Regions from separate parts of the Rattus norvegicus genome. Here region 2 is linked to region 1. A link is a contact called in public Hi-C data. All regions are on one chromosome and are shown on one strand. Each heading gives the region's core, a stretch centred on a gene start, on an enhancer-like site or on the middle of the called end of the contact. The rest is flanking DNA. Distances are from core to core; before and after follow the strand shown.

The links. Hi-C and Micro-C count contacts between places; a contact is called where the count stands out from the background.
Region 2: a Hi-C map of liver shows a contact between it and region 1, with 3 times the contacts expected there. The contact joins the promoter of Zfp7 here to the promoter of Lrrc24 in region 1. A contact is called at or near these places in 1 of 12 Hi-C or Micro-C datasets (liver) and 1 of 1 datasets of contacts at active chromatin or transcription factors (oligodendrocytes).

The regions. Positions count from the first base shown.
Region 1 is chr7:110,322,611-110,326,995 of GRCr8, reverse strand. Lrrc24 (leucine rich repeat containing 24) reads left to right here and starts at 1,922. Exons shown (of 7, transcript NM_001135896.1): 1 at 1,922-1,935; 2 at 4,153-4,270. It overlaps C7h8orf82 (similar to human chromosome 8 open reading frame 82), which reads left to right and starts at 244. Exons shown (of 3, transcript NM_001007751.1): 1 at 244-408; 2 at 840-888; 3 at 1,060-2,588. The coding sequence starts at 247. The coding sequence ends at 1,505. Arhgap39 (Rho GTPase activating protein 39) reads left to right here. Exons shown (of 12, transcript NM_173122.3): 12 at 1-78.
Region 2 is chr7:110,486,421-110,490,805 of GRCr8, reverse strand. Zfp7 (zinc finger protein 7) reads right to left here and starts at 2,428. Exons shown (of 5, transcript NM_001401065.1): 1 at 2,383-2,428; 2 at 768-811; 3 at 306-432. The coding sequence starts at 770.

The DNA.
Region 1 (4,385 bases), core at 673-3,172:
CTGGCCGCAGGCGCTCCCTCGGACGTGTGGATCGAGGGGACAGTGCTCCGTGTGAATAAAGTTCAAGTGCACACTCGCTACCTGTGCTCCAGTTTACTTCTGACACGGCGGGGGTGGGGGGCGGGTCCACATCCCGTAGCTACTTCCGGAGGCGGGTCAGACAGCTCCGCCCCACCGAGCACGTGCTGCCGGCGGAACCCAAAACCCCAAGCACAGCACTGTGTGATCTGTTTCCGGTGTGAAAGGATGTGGCCGCCTTGCGGGGCAATGCGTAACTTGGCTCTAGTCTTGGCGAGGTCGCAGAGAGCTCGGGCCTGCAGTGGGAACGAACGTGTCTCCTACACACAGGGCCAAAGTCCGGAGCCCAGAACCCGCGAGTATTTCTACTATGTGGATCACCAAGGCCAGGTGTGCCTGGCGAGTGACAGAGGGAGGAGTCCCGGGGGAGCAGCGGAATGGGCACCGGGTGGGGAATGGTTCTAGGGACGAGACCTGGGTTAGGTGTTACGTGTAGATTTGGGTTCAAAGCCTAGGCTGGAAGCCGGAAATTCCGGGCCAGCTGCTTACACGGCATCGCAGTCCCGCCCACACTAGTCTGTCCTAGCACCAATCCTAGAGCCAAGTGCTCGTGATTGCTAGTGACAAAGGGCCGTCAAGTCTGCTGTAGAAAAAGGGGTGGGGGCTGCAATGCTGAAAACCTGTCTGTAGAAAGTCCGCAGGGCCCTTTCACATGCCCCCGCCCCGAACAAATCACACAGAAAAGCAAGGACAGCAAACACCACCGGCCTTCGGGCTTTCTTGCCAGGACTTACAGTCCACTGTGTTCCTTCTGTCTGCAGCTTTTCCTAGATGACTCCAAAATGAAGAACTTTATCACCTGCTTCAAAGGTATTGCTTACTGCACTGCTCCCTTATCTCTACCCCGACTCTGAGGGAAGCCCCCATCCACAAAGGGGGTGGGAGGCTAGCTCATGCCAGTGCTGGTGTGCCCAGGAAAAGGAGCGTGTCTGGGAAGCTTGGTCACCGAGCGTGATCAGTCCGTGCCTTTTGTTCCCACAGACCTGCAATTCCTGGTCACTTTCTTCTCCCGTCTGAGACCCAACCACAGCGGGCGCTACGAGGCTTCCTTCCCTTTCCTCTCGCTTTGTGGCAGAGAGCGTAACTTCCTGCGCTGTGAAGACCGGCCAGTGGTCTTCACGCACCTCCTGGCTTCCGACAGCGAGTCACCTCGTCTCTCCTACTGCGGCGGCGGCGAGGCACTGGCCATACCCTTCGAGCCCGCTCGCTTGCTACCCCTGGCGGCCAATGGGCGCCTGTACCACCCAGCACCGGAGCGGGCAGGCGGCGTGGGTCTAGTGCGCTCGGCCCTGGCCTTCGAGCTCAGCGCTTGCTTCGAGTATGGACCTAACTCACCCACGGTCCCCTCTCACGTACAGTGGCAAGGTCGGCGTATCGCCCTAACTATGGATCTGGCCCCGCTGCTGCTCGCTGCCCCGCCCCCCTGAGACTCTGGCTGGGGCTGTGTGGGGAGGGTTAGGGCAAACACTGGGTTTTGTAGTATTCGCAGGTTACCCCTCTCGGCTTCAGAACTCCAGGTTAACCTAGATGTCCACTGTCACCTGCACGGTGACTGAGTGCATTCGCGTGCGCGCGCGCATAGGTGAGCCCTGGGCGACTGTAGGTTGGCGCTGTCCAAGGTTCTGGCGCAGCCCTGCTATCCTCTGTCCCTACAAAGATCCTTTCTCGGCCACCTCTAACCCTTGCACCGGCTTTGCATACCACGGATTGGCCTGCGCCGGTCACGTCAGGCAGTAGGCGCAAGGCGCGCGTGAGCCGGTGCGCGTGCGCGCCCACCCCAACATCCACCCCCCCTCCCGCCGCTTCTCCAGTCTTGCAGCCGCAAGCGCCGCGGGGAGTCGCTCGCCACTGGAGCAGGTGAGGGGGCGGGGAGGGGGGGAGATCCTGGCCCAAGGTCACCGAGCTTGGGGGCGGGATCGGAACCCTCTAGGTTCTGACTGCTGCACCAAGAAAAGGTCATAGGATCTGGCAATGGGAAGGGGTGGAAACCACACCCTCAATGAGCAGGCTCGGACCCACTGGAACGGGAGGGGGCGGTTAAGGGAGGTAGTGCTGGTTAAAAGCGCCGGATCGCAAGGGCTGCCAGAGACCTCAGCTGGGCCTGACAGAGAACACAGGGCTCCTCTCCACCTTCTTCCCCCCTAGATAGCCACCCAGGAGACCGACACCCCACGTCTGCCCAGGATTAGAGGATCATGTCCTGATAAAAGGATTTTTGGGCTTGTCTAGTAAGGGGCCCTTATTCCTGTCATGACTATCTTGCACTGATGCACATCTGGGCTTCTGCATAAGCAGCAGCTCTGATCCCTAATGCACAGATCAAGGCTTTGCTACTGAAGGCTGAACAGATGCGCGAGGCCTGGAGCCAGGGACCAACCATTCGTGCACCAGGAAATAAAACCCAGAAACCTAGCAAACGTCCCCACTTCTTGGGGCTCCACATGCCCTGAGATATCTAGGAGCTGCCTTTGCCTGCGCCAAAGCTATTCCATTAAAACTTTACTGCTGTACTGCTTCATCTCTTTTGACTTTAAATGATCATGTGACTTCCAATTGGTGCAAAATTGAGACAAACACCAAGGCCACTTAGTACAGTTCAACTTGACTCAGAGCAAAGAAGACCTGGTGAATAAGCAGGTATTAAAACACTAAAGCTTGCCAAATGAGCCTGGACACTTGAGAACAGTGCGCCCTTGGTCCTATTTTCTTTAACCTCAAAAAACAGGTTTCTCAGCTTCGGGTAGCTCCGTTAAAACTGAGCCCATTGTGGCTAGAACTAGACCCTAGTCCTTCTGTCCTTAAGTTCCCAGGCACATGCATTAACCTACTGTAGAACACATTTCTTAAGAGTTTCAGAGGTCACCGCTCCCACATTCTACTTAGAAAGCTAGATACCCTGTTGTGATGATAGGAGAGGAACTCAGTGGTATATTGTGTGCTTAAGCCTGTGCTTGATGTGTGGGAGAAACTGAGGTCAATCCCCAGACGGGAGGAAAGAAGAAAATTAAAAACCAGTGATGACCTAAGGTTTCCTCCCACATCCCAGCCAGGACACACACCTTCATCTACTCCAAAAACACAGACCTGTTTGGAACCAGCTTTGGGGCCAAGGCATGGGCTCTGGACTGTTTTTCCTGCTGTTTGTCTTATCCCTCCGTTCTCTAAAACTTACCTGAGAAAGCTAAGCGTGATGGGGCCGCCCCCTGTGACCTTGCCACTTGGGAGCTTGATTACAAGTGTCTCAGGTTCAAGTATAGCAAGACCCTGACTCAACAAATTAGAAGGAACAATCAGGTGTGGAGGCTCAGGTCTCTAATGCCAGTACTAGAGAGGCAGAGGCAGGTGGATCTCTGTGAGTTCAAGGCCAGCCCGCTTTACACAGAGATTGAGGATAGTCATGGACACATAGAAAGAGACCCTGTCTCAGTTGGGGTAGGGCTGGGGGTGAATTCCCAGCACCCACATGGTGGCTCACAACCATCCTAAATTCAGTTCCAGGGGATCCGATGCCCTCTTCTGACTTCTGAGGATCCCAGGTTTGCATGAGATGCACACACATACATGCAAAGCAAAACACTCATGCACAGAAAATATTTTTTGAAAAGGAGAGAACAGGAAGTAAGCTAGACATAGTGCCATAGGCCTTTAATCTCAGCACCCAGAGGCAGACAGACATCTCTGGGCCAACCAGAGAAACAGTAGACCCTCCCCAAAAGGAAATAAAATGTATGAGTTAACCCCCAAGAAAAGCCTAACTCTTGGTGAGCTTTCTACCCACCTCTGTCCCTACAACAGGAGGATTATGGACCACACCAAGCTATGCATTGAGCACCATGTCTCCCCAAATCCCCTTCAGATCATGACAAATGAACCATAAGGTGGGATCGAATGGGTCCAGGTCATGTGGGGTCCCTTGCTTTTGTGATGAGGCACGATAAAGTTTCTGCTCAGTGCTGAACTTTATGCTGATGCCAGTGCCCACAGAGTGAGACCAAGGGGGCACGTCTGCCCAGAGCCCTCTTTTTTTTTTTTTTGGCCCATACCTGGGTAATTGCCTTGGACTTTGCTACCCAGGCAGTTCCCGAGTTACGTTCTGTTGCATCTGGGAACCGAGGAGAGCCCAGTGAAGGCTGCCGTGACAATGAAGAGTAAAAGGATCTCAGTGTAGGCACAGGAAGAGGCCTAGGGCAAGGTAAGGACCATCAATGCTTTTGGGTTTGTTGTTGTTTTAAGGTTTTGCTTTGGTTTTGTTTTGTTTCCTTTTTAAAAACTGTATGTGAGTGCGTGCGTGTATGTGTGTGTGTGTG
Region 2 (4,385 bases), core at 1,179-3,678, 160 kb before region 1:
GATTCCTCACAATAACAAGATCTTTTTCCTTTTTTTTTTTTTCCTGTGTTTTGTTTAAGCTATTTCAACTGTGGGTTCCATTTCCCACCTGATAATTTGATAGTGTGGGAGAAACAGGTTTGACTGGTTCCCAGAAGTCCACTTGTCTAGCCTACTCCTTACCTAGCTGGGTAACGTTGTGTAACGTCGGGAGCTAGCCTGGACACTCAGATTCAAAGTTTAGCCCCTAAGGCCCAAACAGTTAGCATCCACACTCCGTCTCTGACAAGTGTAGTGTGTGTAACGACCCCGAGGAGTAGCCTCACCTAGCCCAGCCACACTGCTGTGGTTCTCCAGCATCACCTCCCTGTAGAGGGCCCTCTGACCGGAATCCAGACATTGCCACTCTTCCCGAGAGAAGTGCACAGCCACGTCGCCAAATGTCACCGTCTCCTGAAAGGACACACACAGCATCCCAGATACCCCTAGGTGCCAGCTCTTCTATGGCCCTAGAATATATTATATCTCAAGCAGGTGACCCATGAGATTGAATTAGAGTCATGGGGATCCTTTTGGCTCCTAAATCTTAGAAGAAAAGAAGGGACTTAATCCAAGGGAGTGACCTTACGCTCCTCCCACTGAACAGGCAGGGGCTGAGCCTGGCAGAAGCCACAATGAGGGTCACAGCTAGATGCGTGATCAGGCCCAGGGGAAAGGATAGATCCTCAAAGTAGGAAGTGGGGGCTTAACAGTAGTAGAGAGGGGACACAGGCAGCTAGGCTTCCTACCATGAGATGGGGAGGGTGGGACCCGCTGGTCTTGACTCAGACACCTGTGAGAAATTATGAAAAGATCAGAGGTCAGAGTGGAGGAAGTCCCCCAATTCCCAGGGTGAACCCCCTGTTTCTTTTCCACCCATGCCAGACATACAGACACACCAGACTGGGCAAAGGCAGCACTGACATTTGAGTATCAGATCCTGAGCCACCTGTCTGTGTGGGAGTGAGGGCTTGAGCCATGATGTACGGCTGCTGGGGTGGGGGGTGTTGAAACACACCTTTAGTCTCTGAGTTCGAAGCCAGCCTGGTCCACAGAATGAGCTCCAGGACAGCTAAGACTACTCAGAGAAACCCTGTCTTGATAAACCAAGAATGAATGAATGAATGAATGAATGAGTGAGTGGCTGCCATAGGCCACAACTGAACAATGAGGGAGACAACTGAATTTACAGGAACTTTGCCTTCATGGGACATCGGTAGAAAAGACAAATAACCACATATAAAATCACATCCAGTGGGCTGGGGATTTAGCTCAGCGGTAGAGCGCTTGCCTAGCGAGCACAAGGCCCTGGGTTCGTTCGGTCCCCAGCTCCGAAAAAAAGAAAAAAGAAAAAGAAAAAAAAAATCACATCCATGATAGGGCTGAAGTACGGGGACTAGGAATGTGTTTAATGAGAAACTCTGGTAAAGTTTAAAGGATGCCTTCCCCGGGGACTTAGGCCAAGGTGGTGGTCAAGGTATGAAATGCACTTTAGGACCTTAAAATAGACCAAAGTGTGGCAGTCTGTGAACCAGAGTGGGCGAGGGCAGTAGAGTTAACTGGAGGCAGTAGCAGGCAGGGCCAGAAAAAAACATTTTTTTCTTCAGAAGGAAAAACAGAATCCCTGTACCCGCGTACCTAAATTCCAGAACAGGCTATAGATGCCCAAAGTCACAAGAATGACATCAACAGAGGACCAAAGCTCTGAGGCCCCTCCTGGCACACACAAACACCTAACAGGGAGGTCAAAATGGGAGGGAGGAAGCTGGCTTCCTAGCTGGCTTTTGGCCCAGGTATCTGGCCACTGGCTAGCCCAAGTAGCAGTGAACATTAGAAAAGGGTTACCGGGGTTGGGGATTTAGCTCAGTGGTAGAGCGCTTGCCTAGGAAGCGCAAGACCCTGGGTTCGGTCCCCAGCTCCGGAAAAAAAAAAAAAGGGTTCCCCTCTCAGACCTCAGCATTTTGACAGCCAATGGGAAATCGCGGTCTCAGATACAGAAGGGCAAATCCTGAGGTGCCATCTGAGTCCACAACCGTGACAACACTGTCAGCCTCTTGTCACCGACTCCAGGTCATTCAGGTGCAGAGGTGAGAGATGGTCCCAGAAAGTGATTACTCAAGGAACTAGGGAGGCCGCAGCCAGACCCAGGCCTGGAGGGAAGCAACCTTACTCAGGCCCGACCCTGGAGCTCGGGAGCAGGCTAGAGGGGCTGGGGTGCTCGGCTATTCAACCCGCATCCACTGGGACCAAGTCGCCCACCAGGCACTCACAACAGCACCGAGCCGCCTGCGCCTACCATCTCTTTTGGGGAGGGAGAGGCAAGTGCCCCTTGTCCTGACAACAAGAAAAGCAACTGCAACTCACCGGCCGGGACGCGTCAGGGACCCGCCAACAATCTAGCCACCGGAAACGGCTTTGCACGCCTATCCCTCTGTGTCCCACCCGGCCGACTTCCGTCCGTTCGGATCCGCTCGCAGGCCAAAGCACCCAGTTGCTTCTCCAGCATCGCCCCCACTCCTGTAACCTCGGGGGCGGGGCCACAAGTTGTCACCCTGTAAAGAGCTGGTCTAGAGTCTGAGGGCAGGACGTGGAGTGTGGGCCGGGAGGTGTGGCTGAAGGTCAAGGAAGGCGGAGGCGCGAGCAGGAGGCGGGGCCAGAGGCGGGGACTCGGTCAGATTCCGGCGATCGTCTAGCGGAGGCGGAGCCCACAGTAGAATGTTTAACCTGCTGTGGGCCGCTGTGGCTGGTGAGCGGAGCTGCGTGAGAGAAAAATCCTATCTGCAGGCTGGAAGAGCTGGCCTTCAGGGAAAGTCATCCCTGCTGGGTCAGACTCCCCTTGAATCACCAGCTTAGGATTCTGTGTTTTTTTTGTTTTTTTTTTCAGGCTTACCCTGTCAGGATGTAGCCTGTTAGCTTTTCCTTAGCATAAGGAACGCTAGTGAGCACCAGATGTCTTTACTATCTGGTGGCAGAGAGGACGCTGGTCTGGGGCTTTAAGGGAACAGGTAGGGGAAGCTGGAGGCTGGAGTGGAGTTCTCTATGGCTGTTGGGTCAGACACTCTAGGATCTGAGAGGCTATGGAGGGAGAACCCCAATAGAGGTCTCTAGCCCAGGGCTCTCTGTTTTGGATGTCAAGGGGCAGTTGCTACCATGGTCTAAACTCTCCTCAGCTTCTTGCAAAAAAGGATCGCTGGATTGTCCCCAGACCAATACTCTGAGACTTAAAGACTCAGAGCAGAGGTCACAAACTGGATCTGAAGACACATACAAATGCCAAGACTAAATGTGAAAAAGTAAGGTAAAGTCTTAAATAATGTATCTGTGGGTCTGGAGAGATGCCTCAGTGGCTGAGAGCACTGAGTGCACATCCAGAGGATCCCAGTTCAACTCCTGGCACCAACATGACGGCTCACAAATGTCTGTAAATCCAATTCCAGGGAATCTGACACTCATGCCAATGCTTATAAAATAAATTTAAAGATATCTTTTTGTTATTTTTTAAAGATTTATTTATTTATTTTGTATATGAGTATATGTTGCTGTCTTCAGACACACCAGAAGAGGGCATCAGATCCCATTACAGATGGTTGTCAGCCACCATGTGGTTGCTGGGAATTGAACTCAGGACCTCTGGAAGAGCAGTCAGTGCTCTTAACCACTGAGCCATCTCTCCAGCCCATAAAATAAATTTAAAACAATAATAATACATCTTCAACAGTGATAATATGGAATGAGATAAAACCTGGCCAGCGGGGTTGGGGATTTAGCTCAGTGGTAGAGCACTTGCCTAGCAAGCGAAAGGCCCTGGGTTCGGTCCCCAGCTCCGAAAAAAAAAGAAAAAAAAAAAAAAAAAAAAACAAAACAAAACAAAAAAACCTGGCCAGCCCAGTGAAGATGTCAACTCCCAAAATCTTCTTTCATGGATCCCCAGACATCTTATGGCCTGTGTAAAACCCTTTCTTAGTCTATCTTTCTTCTCTGTCTCTGTCTCTGCCCCTGCCCTTTGACAGGACTTCAAGATATAAATGAGGCTTTGCCAGAGGTGGTGGGGGTGGTGGCACAAGTCATTAACCTCAGCACTTCCAAGGCAGAGGTAGGTGGATCTCTGAGTTCAAAGTCAGCCTGGTGAGCAAGTTCCAGGACAGCCAATGCTATATAGAGAGACCTTGTCTCAAACAAAAACAAACCAAAAAACTGTGATATCTCTCTCTCTCTCTCTCTCTCTCTCTCTGTGTGTGTGTGTGTGTGTGTGTGTGTGTGTGTGTGTGTGTGTGTTTACTGGGCTGGCCTAGAATTCACTATGTAATCCAAACTTTAACTTGCAATCCTCCTGCCTCAACTCCCAAGTGCTAGAATCACAGGGGCAC